2 separate regions of the Oryzias latipes genome follow, and region 2 is linked to region 1. Evidence: chromatin contacts called from public Hi-C data. All regions are on one chromosome and are shown on one strand. The core of a region is the stretch at or near the end of the contact, and the rest is flanking DNA. Distances in the headings are between cores, read along the strand shown. Region 1 holds the start of parp3 (poly [ADP-ribose] polymerase 3). Region 2 holds the start of tex264 (testis-expressed protein 264).

What was found. A called contact is a pair of places that touch in the nucleus more often than the background predicts.
Region 2: a contact with region 1 is called in a Hi-C map of embryo, with 3 times the contacts expected there. The contact joins the promoter of tex264 here to the promoter of parp3 in region 1. A contact is called at or near these places in 3 of 5 Hi-C or Micro-C datasets (embryo and fibroblasts).

The regions. Positions count from the first base shown.
Region 1 is chr5:2,898,636-2,905,211 of ASM223467v1, forward strand. It overlaps parp3 (poly [ADP-ribose] polymerase 3), which reads right to left and starts at 3,443. Exons shown (of 11, transcript XM_023954722.1): 1 at 3,310-3,443; 2 at 2,800-3,021; 3 at 2,596-2,721; 4 at 997-1,176; 5 at 774-912; 6 at 324-547; 7 at 1-147. The coding sequence starts at 2,970.
Region 2 is chr5:3,052,222-3,058,797 of ASM223467v1, forward strand. It overlaps tex264 (testis-expressed protein 264), which reads right to left and starts at 4,166. Exons shown (of 4, transcript XM_004068477.3): 1 at 3,077-4,166. The coding sequence starts at 3,334. LOC101172571 (Fanconi anemia group D2 protein) reads right to left here. Exons shown (of 44, transcript XM_011474649.3): 42 at 6,360-6,506; 43 at 5,615-5,716; 44 at 4,221-4,720. The coding sequence ends at 4,643.

The sequences.
Region 1 (6,576 bases), core at 2,193-4,692:
TTTAGACTTTTTGTCCAGTAAAGAAAGCTTGCATTTAAGAGACATGTAGTCCTGGTCCAGGTGATGAGGAACTGTTTCGATCATCTCTTCCTGAGCCTTCTCCGTTTCAGACTTCAGAGTCTGAGCTAGCTCAATGTCAGCCAGGACCTAGGCAGAACCAAAAGACAACAGTTCAGGGTAAAGACCACCGAGGGCGTCAAATCAGACTCCAGAAGAAAACATCAAAACCATTTCTATATTACATATAACCTAAATTAAAGCTGCACCATTACGCAACCAATACAGTAATACAAGTTGATCAAAACCAATTTCCTCCCACTTACCATAAGCATCTGTTTTTTATGCTCAATGATCTCTTTGGTGTTGATGGTTGGGGGCCTGTTCCGGCCAAAGTTGTGAGGAATTGTGGTAAAAAATTTGGAGGAAAGTTCTTCTAGAAGATGTCTTTGGTTGGGTTTGTTCAAGGCTGCTTCAATCTCCTCTAAAACCTCAAAGCCCTTTGCAATCTGAACCTTACTTAGTTTGCCCAAGGGCATCTTTTTGATATCTGCATGATGACAAACAGACACAGACCAAAATCAAGTGGGTATAGCTTTGGACTGTCGTTTCTTTGGCTTAAAAGTTTAGCATTTTGGGAAACGTTGTTTTAATTTAGACATTAAAATGTGAGGAAGACACTTGTTCTTCTGTCAAAAACAGTTCAAATAAATACCCACACAGCCCACTGAACAGGTACAGATGAATAAATAGATGGAGAAAGGAGACACATTTACCTAAGTCCATACACTCCATTGCTTCCTTAAACATGTCATTGCTGAAAATAAGTGTAATGAGCTTCTGAGTGGCTTCATCGAGGGTACAAGGCAGGGTGTTTTTAGGCACTTTGACGGCTTTTCCATCAACACTGTCAACCTGGAGTGAAAAAGAAAGAAGATGCTGAGTACGGCTGCCATCAATGACACCAACATCTGCTGGCTGATAAAGCAGAGCACTTGCCTTGACCTCGGCATCCTGCTCTCCTTCCACCTCAATCAGAGTGTATTTCCCAGGATGAGTGACAAAGTTGCTCCTGTTGCTCCAGTCATTTTTTGTCTTGTCCTTAAACTTCTTCTCAAAGTCCTTGACAGCTTTCTCAGGCGTATCGAATGAGTTGAGTTTGTTTTGTCCAACTTCACCCTGAATTTGCATGAAAGGACGAGGCAGTCACATGCAAATTGATAGAGGAAGAAGTGTATTACAACAAGGAACTGACAGTCTTTGTAAAGTCTGTATTCCAGTAAACCTCCAAACATTACTAAAGAAACTGGTGATATCTTGTATTTGGATAATAAATACATTCTTGATAGGGTAAAAATAAACATGTGTCATGTGCAGCAGATGTTTGAGCAAACTACAAATGTATTTCACACTGTAATGATGTGAGAAAATGTATAACTATTATTAAAGTATCAGAAAAATGGAACTAAATGTGATTTAACAGTTGTTTACATCTCCACCAGCAACGCAAGAGAATTAGGAAACTTGCATGTGCAGAATTTGCCTCAACTATTTTGGCTACTTACACAGTCATCATCACTATGGATGCAGTGTGCTTCTGATAGTTGATGTATTGGTTTTTAGCTGCTGCTTTTTTATTCCTTTTTGTTTTTTGTTTTGTTTGTTTTATGAATTGTTTAGTACTTTCTTTGTTGTACATGATGTACTCTATGATTCATGTTGAATCTGGGACACTGTCATGAAGGACTCATCTGTTCACCTCTTTTGTTTCCATGTACAGCTTAAGATGACCACACACTATTTTGCACATTTAGATGTATTATTTATTTATTTAATATTATTTTATTATTTATTTATGTATTATGTATTTATTTAACTTGAATGTCATTTCTGAATGTCCTTGCTGTTGCATATCTGTGAATTTCCCCATTGTGGGATAAATAAAGTTATATAATCTAATCTAATTATTTTGAACTGTAAAAATCAAACATCAAATAATATAAAGTCTATTAATCTATTGTAAAAGCGTTCCCAGTGGTCTTTTGATTGTAATGTATGCCGTTTTTAGGCTAAATCTAAACACTTGTGTCATTTTCTAGGACATAGTTACTGCAGAGCGGTGGGAGTTCATCAGAAATTCACGTCTGAGTTGTTGGCAAGGAGTAAGGCGAGCCCACCCACCCCTCCCATCATCCATCTGTTTATACATTCTCCCACTAGCTTACAGCCCCTCACACCACCACCAACCTATCATTACCAGTGCATCTAAAATGGTGAGAAATATCAGATCTATCCATCCGTACAGTTTTGCTCCAGATTCCACCTCAGACGAGTAAAACAAAGACGTTCATGGATTTAATTGTCTGCAAAGGGATGCATCAGAATGGAGCTTCTGGCTTGCCGTAGAAACTTGTACATCACACTTACAAGCTTCTGCAAACAGCATTTTTTTCATCTGCTCTTGATTAACAACGATTTGAATAATAAAAATACTTAAAAATGTCATTTTAAGATAGATTTTCCTAATAAAAGCATGTTCAAACACCAAGAAAGACTTCACATTTAATTGGAAATGAAAGGAAAAGTGAACCCACTTACCACTCTCCCCCACCGGTTCCACGAATAAAACCTCTTGTTTTCTTGAACGACCTGGATGACGTAGAACTTGTTGTTGTTGTGACCTATGTTGGTCTGGTTCAGCATGCAGCCGTAGTCCTCATACACCTGGTGAGAACCACGCATTTGTTTCCATCAAAAAGCCATAATGATGTTGACATCATCATAAAGGGCCAACCAGCCCACCTCGCCCGTGGAAGCCAGGGGACACTGTTCATCCACCGCCCTTCTGCCTTTGGGCTGGGCCCCTGCAGCCAGAAGGGCCTCTTTGGCGGAGGTGAAGGCATCTTTGGGCTCCTCTTTCACTTTCTTCCCTCCAGCCTTGGCAGCAGAGGCAGCTCGTCTCTTTGGTGCCATGTTTCCCCGGTCGTGTCTGCGCAGACACGGGAGTGCAGACGTCCTGCGTGACTTTAAGTAGCAGGTAAACAAAGTAGAGTAAGTAAAGCGATGTCTGTCTGTGTCTCCAGGCCCACGGCCGGCGTGGCTCCGTGGATCTGCGGTCACAAATTTAATGATCTGACAGGTCACAGTTTAACACCGGAAATGCTCGGACACAAACGTCCCGCACACGAACACGGTGGCACGTCAGCAGCTACAAGCGAACCGAATCTCTGCAAAGCAACGAGACCGGATCAGACCAACACCGTCCGACCGACGTTCACGTGTCATCACTTTACCGAACAACCGAAAACTCACCGTTTAGCTACAGACTAGCAGCCGATTGAAGGGGCAGAAGACAGGAAAGGCCGGTTACAGCTTTGTCTCTGAATGGGTGAACAGGCCACGAACCGGAGACAGACCGTGACTGCGGGGTGGAGCCCGACTGCACTTTGTTTATCTTCAGTTGTAACACATGGAGGACGTCTGCAGTCGGGCTGTTGTCGCCCCCTGGCGGCAGAAGCAAGTTAGATCAGGTCCCCTAAGTTTAGTGGCTGATGAAGGAAGGCAGCACTGGTAAAAAAACAAAAAAATGATGGAGAACACTTTCTACTAGTTTGAATCATACTATCAAACTATTTTTATTCTCTTCTATTGGTTTGATCAGTTTGATTTCGTTATGCAATCAACCTACTGCTCTTCTGTACGTTTTTTTGCCGTGCGGATCTTCTGTTATGGAAGTTATGGATATTATTCCTATCTTGTGCAATTTCTTCTGCAACTAATGGTTCTTCTGCAATTCAATGAAGTTGCTGAAGCCTTTACCATAGAAATACTGTACATGGGGAAGGGTCTTCTGCAACCTTAAACTTTCTACAATCCTAACATCTGCTTTCTTTATTCTATTTAAAAATTCAAACAGGCATTTGTTCTGCTCTTTGTGGACTTTTCCGCTGTCTTCAAATGATTTCGCAAGTACTTAAAGTCTTTAAAAAATTCAAGTTGAAATTCTGAACAAACTGCTGTAACTCAACCACCGTTTGTCTCGGTGACATGATTTTCTAAAATGTAGGAAAATGCCCCAATTTCGGTATAAGAGATACACTTCATTACACGTGTTTGGAATAAATTCTGTTTGTATGAGTATTTTTCAACTAGATCAGCATTAAACCTCTTTATACTGTGGATTTCTCTCAAATCTTGAAACGTTGGTGCGAGTCAGGATCACACCATTGTACATCAGTTATCCCACCCCCTTTAATAGGAAAACTAACTTCCTTTCTACGGGGTTCTTCTTCTGTTAACCTTTGTGCTATCCTATGACCCCCCCTTACATTAACGTGTTCTTCCTACCATGACAAAGGTGGATAAAGGTGGAAAGATTTCATGTAATCCATGGACACCAGTGAAGATCACAAATCATTGAAGAAAAAAGGTTCAGAGCACTGTCTAGTGGGTCTAGATGATCCAACTCCCAATTTTAAAGTGCCTAGGATAGCACAAGGGTTAAGAAGCAATGCCATTAAATAATTTAAAGCAACCACATTTAGCAATTACACATTTAAACATATTTCCACCACAAATGCAACTTTTTACTTTCAGTTTTTACTTTTTACTTTAGTTTACTTTCTAACCCTCATTGTTGCACTGATAAAGACAGAGAAGAATCAAACCAATATTACTTTTTTGTCTGCTTTTAACAAGTACAATTTAGGGATTCTGATGTTTTACATCAGTCGCTTTTCCAATTTGTTTTGAATTTTAATAAAATGTGCAAAAGTTCCCTTTGATTTGACTACCGTAATAATGAATGAGAAGAAATATCCTTTTCATTAGTTTGATATTCATTGCCCAAATAATTAAGACAACAATAAGTAAAACTGACTGATGTCAATAGCGGGTATTTCCACCATTTGCTGGGGTGCAGGTAGAGATTCGGAGGGGGAGGGGTGTCATTCTGGGTGTACTGAGAGTTTGAGGTGTCGTATCCCTCCAAGCCCTTAAAATTGCTTGGAAAACCATGTTATCATTATATCATTACATTTATCTATAAATCCATCTTCTCTGATCTTTTTTATATGTCTTATAAATCTGATATTGAGTGTTCTTCCTGAGACCTCTGCATTTACCGGGCTTGGGACCCGCACCAACAGAACACTGTTTTCTGGCCTGCTGAGGCTGCATTTTTCTTTTCTCCATATTTATGTCTCTCTGTCTATTTGTCCATCTGTCCATCTTTTTTTTGTTTTAATTTTGTGGTTTTTTTGGTCATTTTTAATTTCTTTAGTTAGTTGTGGATTTTTGCAGGCCATCACATTTGAGAGGCCTCCCCTTTTGCCATGCCCATAACGAAGCTTGTTGACAGCGGCGTCTCCTGCTCCTCACCAGCCTCATGATGTCGTTTTGAGGCGTTCTACTCTTCTACAGGTGCTGCATAGTTCTGCAGGTAACTTGGGGGTGGGGTACCATCATCCAGTCTCTGCTCCAGTTGGTCTCAGATGTGCTCTGTTGGGTTCAGGTCATTGCTGGCCAAACCATATGAGACTCTCACACTTCCTTTGTTTATGTATGATTTATTTAGAAAATTTTCAAATAAGAAAACAATTCAAAAACGCAATTACACCATTCGAAAATAAAAATTACAAAAATAAAAAAAGATAAAAACAAATAAATAAATAAAATAATCATACAAACAATACACTGTGCTACCAATATATGTGCAGCAAAGACATTAAACACCTCACACCTGTTGATATATTTGAAAGCTCACTGGGTCGTTTCTAAGGTCAAGGACATGTTCTAAGAAAGGTGACCAAATTTCAGATAATTTAGATCCAGAACCATTAATAGAATGTCTGATTTTTTCCAGCTTGATAAAAGAAAGTGAGTCTTTTATCCATTGTGAATGAGTGGGTGGGCAAAGATCTTTCCAGCGCATCAAGAAAGTCCACCGGGCAAGCAGTGTCAAAAAAGCTACAAGACCCTCAGACCAAGGTGAGAGGGACTGATTGTCCGGGAGTACACCAAAGAGAGCTTTCATTGGGGATTGCTGTACTCTGACGTAACAGACAGAGGCTAGTGAGTCAAACACAGAGTTCCAGAAAGCGACGGGCATGTCAAAAACATGAGTGAGATATGCAGGGCCTAGATTACATTTTACACAGTTAGGATCAGTACCAAGAAAAACTCTGGCAAGTATAATTCTAGACCAATGAGCTCTATGAACCACTTAACATTAAATGATACAGTGGGCACACATTTATGAGGAGTGAATTTGTCCAAGCACAGATCTCCACTGATCATCATTTATGTCCACATGGAGCTCTTCTCACCAAGCCACGCATAGATGGTCAGATGTTGAATCAAGGCTGGATAGTAAGAAGTTATACATTTTTTATATTGTACCCTTCAGAGAGGGGTTGATCCCCATGAAAGTATCAGCCATAGGTCACACTTCCTGAAGTCCACCTGTGACAGTTCTGGCATCACGTGGTGGAGCATTATCATCCATGAACAAAAAGTTGGGGGTGTGCTGGTGAAATTGGGGGATGATGATGGCTCTATGATGTCTCTGAGGTAAGAACC
Region 2 (6,576 bases), core at 2,916-5,415, 150 kb after region 1:
CCCCTCCTGAGTCGTCGGATGGTTTGCCAGAATTTCTTCGAGGCCAACCGATTGTCCTTCTCCATGGCCTCACCGAACTCCTCCCAGGACCGAGTTTTCACCTCCGCAACAGTCCGGGCCGCAGCTCGCTTAGACTGCTAAGGTGCCATACATGTGAAACAAAATAGTTTATGTTTCCTTTTTGAAGGACACCTAAAAAACAAAGAGAATAAAAGCTTAAAACTAGCCAAGAATTAATAAGCACTAAAACAGTCAGAAGGTCCAGCTATCACTATAGCACCAAATTAATTCTATAAATCTATTCAAAGTATTCTGCTTGATGAATAAGTGAGAATATTTTTGAGTCTTTAAGACAGACCTGTGCTTCCTTTCAAAACAGCAATTAATAGCACGACCAGTTAGAGGGATTTTAAAACATCAAACAGCAGCATTTAAACTGAATAAATAAAAAGTTTTAAATTGCAGAAATGAGAAGCCTTAAATTTTGTGTTTGATGGCAACTAATTATTAAAAAGTAAATTGACTTGTGTTCCTGTTCTCTGAACTGAGTCACAACAAACCACAGAAACACACTTTTATATTATTATATACAGTGTATGTGTGTGTGTATATATATATATATATACATACATACATACACGCACGCACACACACATATAGATGTGTATAAATCCCTTGTGCTATCCTAGGCACGTTAACGTTGGGAGTGGGGTCATCTGAACCCCACTAGACAATGTGCTGAACCTTTTTTTCTTCAAATATTTTTTATCTTCACTGGTGTTCATGGATTCACATGAAATCCTCTCCACCTTTATCATGACAGGGATAACACATCAATGTAAGGGTTGGGTCATTTGGACCCCATAAGATAGCACAAGGGATACACTTTGTCAAAGTCTCTGTGGAGCGTTAATGCCAACAGCACCATCTAGTGTTCAGAACTAATATTTCACCTACACTTGATGTCTGTTAGGCTTTCTTTTTTCTTACTTTATATCTCCTCCAGCTTTAAAAAACACAACAAACATCATTTGAAAGAGGTGTGTTGAATCGGGAGGCGCCTGTGACTCATAGAGTCGAGCAGCTGTTTGTCAGTCAGTCAAGTCAGGGATTCAAACCTCAACATTGCGTCTTAGGAAAAAGACACTCATGATCTCATGATGGAAATTCTTCTCACAGTCCAGTGGCGTATGGAAAAAACTTCTGTTATTGTCCTTTGTCAAACGAATGACCTTATTTTTTTAAAACACAAAGAACTGGTAGAAAACAGAAAACTATCCTTACAAAATCATCTGAGAGTTACAAAATTATGACTTTGTTAGCAAATAAGCATTACTTAAAAAGAAATATTAGACAAGTTTGTTATGTGTTCAATGAATAGAATGACCTTCTGTGTGTCTGCTGCTGCCATAAAGTCTCTTTTGACCACATTATTTCTACAAATGATTGTCTTAGCTGTAGCGAAATGCACTCGAATGGCACTGTGGAGGAACTCTCAGGTTACTCTCAGACTATACACAAGAGCTTCCCACAACTTTGTGTGTCTGTGTGTGTGTGTGGGTGAACTTCCTGTATGGCTGGGAACTTAAACACTGCTGTCTAACTAGCAACTGTTGTGTAGACAAGTCTTGTTGACTGAAAACAGCTGAAAAACTAAACAAAAAACAGCTGGGAGATGCATAACAGCATGTAACTCTGCACAGATCACAAATTCAGATTTACTTTATGTAACATTTGGGTTGAATCAGTTTGTTTGTTTTTTGGGTGTAGGACGTTATGCTGGGATCCTGACAGAAAAACATTTTCCTTGTGTGTCAGCTGCATGTAAGGAGGCTTTGTTGGCACTTCTTTTTTTCCAACGCACTTTAAAAATGGAAAATGGCAAAACGCCCTGCAGGCACAGATGACAGAAGAAGAATCAACAGAGCAACGTGGCAAACGAGCAGCTGACCGCTTTCATCACTCGGGCTTAGTTCCTTAAAGGGGCAGTTTGTACATTAACCCCTGAAGCTACCCAACATAAACAACACTACTGCCTCCACACTGCCCTGTTCTGTTTGTGCTGTCAGTGCTAAAGAGTCCAAATGCAGACTTATTTCATGAGCTGTTTGGTAGGAGTTCACACGTTTCTTCTGGTTAGTGTTTAGCTGGTTAGCGAGTAAATGAGCTCATTGAGAAAAATTGGCCATTGATATTTGACACCTAGTCAGATGATTATTTACCCCCAACGTTTTCGTGTGAGCCATGACACGGAAAACGTCCATGATGGCGTTTTGGTGAAAACTCCAAAGTCTTGTGGTGGAGTGTCCGCCCGGACACTGGAAGGTCGCGAGATCAAATCCAGGCTGAGTCATAACAAGTACTCTAAAAGTGGGGCTCCCTGCTTGATAGACAGGGGCTGGATTGGGAGGGGGTTCCCGACCGCTGTGGCGTCTCCCCCAGGGGAGCAAACGTCTCACACCCAGGTGGGACAGCTATGGGAGCTTCACTTTCACTCAACTTTTTGAACATTTGCTTCTTTAGAGACATTTTAGGAGCTTTTCTCGTCAACTTACTTGACTTTTACCTGAATTATTAAATTGATAGAATTTGCAGTCCTGTTGATAGAAATGTTCTACTGTTGGAAGTCTCCTCTAGAAGAGACAGTTTAGGTCCAACTCTGACAGGAAAGAAAAGGACATCCGATGTGTGTTGATCTGTCAAACCGAAAATGGTTTTATGCAAACCGTTTGACTGATATCTTTAAACAATGGTCTTTGGAGCGGGAAAACGACCAGCACGGCTGCCTGTGGAAGCATTTCCATGGACGACCATGTCATTGCACTCTTTTATAATGACAGGGTATTATTACATAACGGGTGTGTTTTACCCCAAACTTGGAAAAACCTAAACAGCTTTTATCTTTTAGTCAAGCAGAACCCGTCCCATTGACCTGCAACTCATCAGGACACACAGGGCAGGTTGTGGTTAGCAGTCGTGTGTGAACAGACCAGCAACTCCTGTGCAGCCAGAGGAAGAAGAAGAAGAAGAAGAAGGACACAAGCTTTAGGCCAGCTGCAGAGTGGTGGGCTCTCACCTCCTTAGGATCATCGTAAAAAATCCCGATGGACTTCAGCTTTGGGCCGATGCTGCAGCTCTCCGTGTAGCCCGCACCACTGTCCTTGTAGGAGCCCCGCTTGAACTTGTAGGCGATGGTGACACTGGGGACAGGAGGGGGCCCCGTCTTCACCACCACGTCTGACAGCAGCCCCGAGTACACCAGCAGCCCCCCGACTGTCACGAGCAGACACAGCAGGAGGACGAAGATCAGCAGCAGCAGGATGAAATCAGACATGGTGTATTAGTGAAGAGGGCGCTGCAGCAGATGGAGTGGCTGCAGTCAAACCGTCCTCCGCCGGACGCAACTAAGTCTACTCCAACAACAAGCAACACCGAGGCGTCACTATAACCGAAGATTCTAATAGTCTTCTTTTTTTGTTAATTTTTTCTTTTGTCTACAGCTACAGATATTTCTAAAGGAAGGTGACAGCAGGCGCTTCAGTGGAAGTAGAAAGCTCGTTTGTTTACGGTTTTTTTTTTTTCACAAACAGCGAAACAAGCTTCCTGAATAGACCATTCTTCTCCGGCAGGAAGGGGAGGCGCGGACGAGCTTTTTACATAACTGCTGTAGATTTCAACACAACGCCATCAAATTATCACACGTTTCTCTTATAACAGCAAAAATAAAAAACACGTATTTAAACACTGACAAATATCTGCTTAAATCAAGAGCTTGCGCGCGAATATTGGCTGCACCCCCGTTTTTCTTAAATGTGGTTTAGCCCAGGTTTAAGAGGAAAACACTTTTTTATGATCTTTCACTGATTTTCGTTTCAAGTCTTGTTTTAAATGCAGATTGTGTTGTGATGTGTTGGGATGCCCAGGTTAATACTGTGTGCGGTAACAAAAAAGTCAGCATTAAAAGGATCGTTTGTTTTCACTTTAGAACGAATTGAAGCAATTTTAGACCTCTTTAGGGGATTTAAAGATAAAAAATGACTACTTCTTACTTTTAACTGCTATTTTTCGAGGTTTGTAAAACATTTGTACCGTAAAGATCTTGTGGGAAAAACAGCTAATGTTGTGAAATGAAAATGTCTCCTTAAAACCAAAGCTGTGTGGTTCATTTGCGCGGCCTGTAAACACTAAATAAACAAACACAAACCTGGCAAGAATAAGAATAAGTGTTTTTCTTGGCTTTATTCCTGTCTTGAGACGATCAAAGTGAGTGAAACATTTTTTAGGAAACAAAGATCAGAATCACTTTTTACAAAAACACAAAATCTGTTGTGTTCAAGACAAACAACGTCTTTATTTTCTTGATAGAAATAACATTTTCCAAAGCTGAATGTGAAGTTACAAAGCCCCAAAACTGGAATCTTTGAACAAAAGCTACATTTCATGAACTCTTTGTGAGCCTAAAGTTCTTACTGAAATAAACAGAGGTAATAAACAACAAACCTTTTTCCCCATTCAGCATGTCTGACACTAAAGGTCATCAAACTACTTGAAGACTATAAACAGGCCACTTTTAAATTCGATTTTTTTTTCCAACTCAATAAAGGATAGAAAATAATGGAACCCCTAATAATACTGACTGGGTTTACTCAGAGTCATCTGCACTTTCATCTTCATCTCCTCCGTTGGTCTTCTTTGTTGCCTCAGAGTCGCTCTTGTCAGCCTGCAGGAGACGAGACGAGAGTCAAGTTTGAAAGAAGAAATGATCAATTTAAGTTCAGCTTAGCAACACAGTGGCTGGAAAATCCTCCATTGTCCTGCAGCATCATGTCCAGTATTTACCTTCAACCTTTAGGACAGTAGGTGTCACTGTTGTTCAAAGTGCAGTGCTCTGATGCAGGCGTCACACACAAACGTTCAGTTACAACTTCTTTAACCCTTGTGCTATCTTAGATGACCCCCCCCTTACATTGACGTGTTCTCCCTACCACGACAAAGGTGGATAAAGGTGGAAAGATTTCATGTAATCCATGGACACCAGTGAAGATCACAAATCACTGAAGAAAAAAGGTTCAGAGCACTGTCTAGTGCAGAGGTGGGCACTGAGGGCCGCATTCCTGTATGTTTTCCAGCATACCCTGCTCTGGCATGTTCTGATTGGCTGGACACACCTGAACCAGGTAATCAGCCACGAGTAGGGCAAGACTATCTGGAAATCATGCAGACACACCGGCCCTCGAGGCCTGGAATTGCCCACCCCTGGTCTAGTGGGTCTAGATGACCCAACTCCTAATGTTAAAGTGCCTAGGATGGAACAAGGGTTACTCGTATTTATTTGTCTGCTTTTGCCCAATTTGCAATGACATCCCATAGTTATATACTTATATTACTGATAGACTCTTACATGCTTAATGCAACACTGGAGTGAGTCCACACAGCAAACGCTTCATGTCAAATATGGATAAAGGACAGAAACAGAATTCAAATGACTGCTGTTACTGTTTGTTCGTTGTCGCTGTGGCTTCATGACTGTTTGTGCAGTTCTATGTTCAGAGAGGATGAAACCCCGCTGCCTCGTCTCTGCGGCCGCCGTTTTACCGTTAGAAACGTCAGATACCTCATCATCTGACAGTTGCTGTGGAAGTGGCAGACCCTCGCCCTCTTCTTCATCTTCGTCCTCGTCACTGTCTTGTGACCGCTGTGAGAGAATCTCCTCCCCCTAAAAGACACAGAGTAGTTCTTTAAAGTCCCGCTCCGATCATCCTTCGATCTATTTACGTTCCCAGTGGTCTTTTCATTCCGATGATGCCGTTTTTAGACTAACTCCAAAATAACGGAGTCGTTTTCTGGGACATCATTTCTGCAGAGTGGCAGGAGATCATTAGAAAGACCCCTCTGAGCTGTGGGAGGGGCTTTAGGTGGGGAGTACGCCTCTGCTGACTGATATCCCATCGTCCCTTTTTTTAATCTTTCTCCCGCTAGCTTACAGCCCCTCACAACCCAAACCCAGCATTAGTGGTGCAACAAAAATGGCGAGCAATTTTGGAGCCCTCCAGTCGTACAGTTGATCCAGATTCCAGCTCAGTTGAGGAAAACAAAGACGCACACGGATCTATTTGTCTGAAGGAGCGCAGCGGGGCGCTTGTGGTCCGCTCCTTTTCATACCACATTTTATCAACTGCTCCTCATTCACCGCAGTTTGAATAACAAAATACTCTGAAATGCTTTTTTAATCTTCATTTTCCTTTTCATATATGTCCTCCATCATCAGAAAAATGATACCAGAACCCCAAAAGTGCAGTTTTGATTGAAGTGGGTCTTTAAAAAACCACAACAGGAAAGGCTTTCAGAGGATATCTAACCTTCAGATTGCGATTCTTCAGATTCCCCATCCAAAAGGCTTCCTGGCAGTTGTTGAGCGCCAACATGGCCTTCACCCTGTACAGAAACAGCTCCAGGCTCTTCTTCAAGGCTGGCACATGGTTGGTCAAGCTGGTATCCTGGCGAATCTGGCAACCAACACAACACAAGGAAGACTCTTTTTGAAGATAACCAGCGCGCATCTTGAGCCGTTTCCAC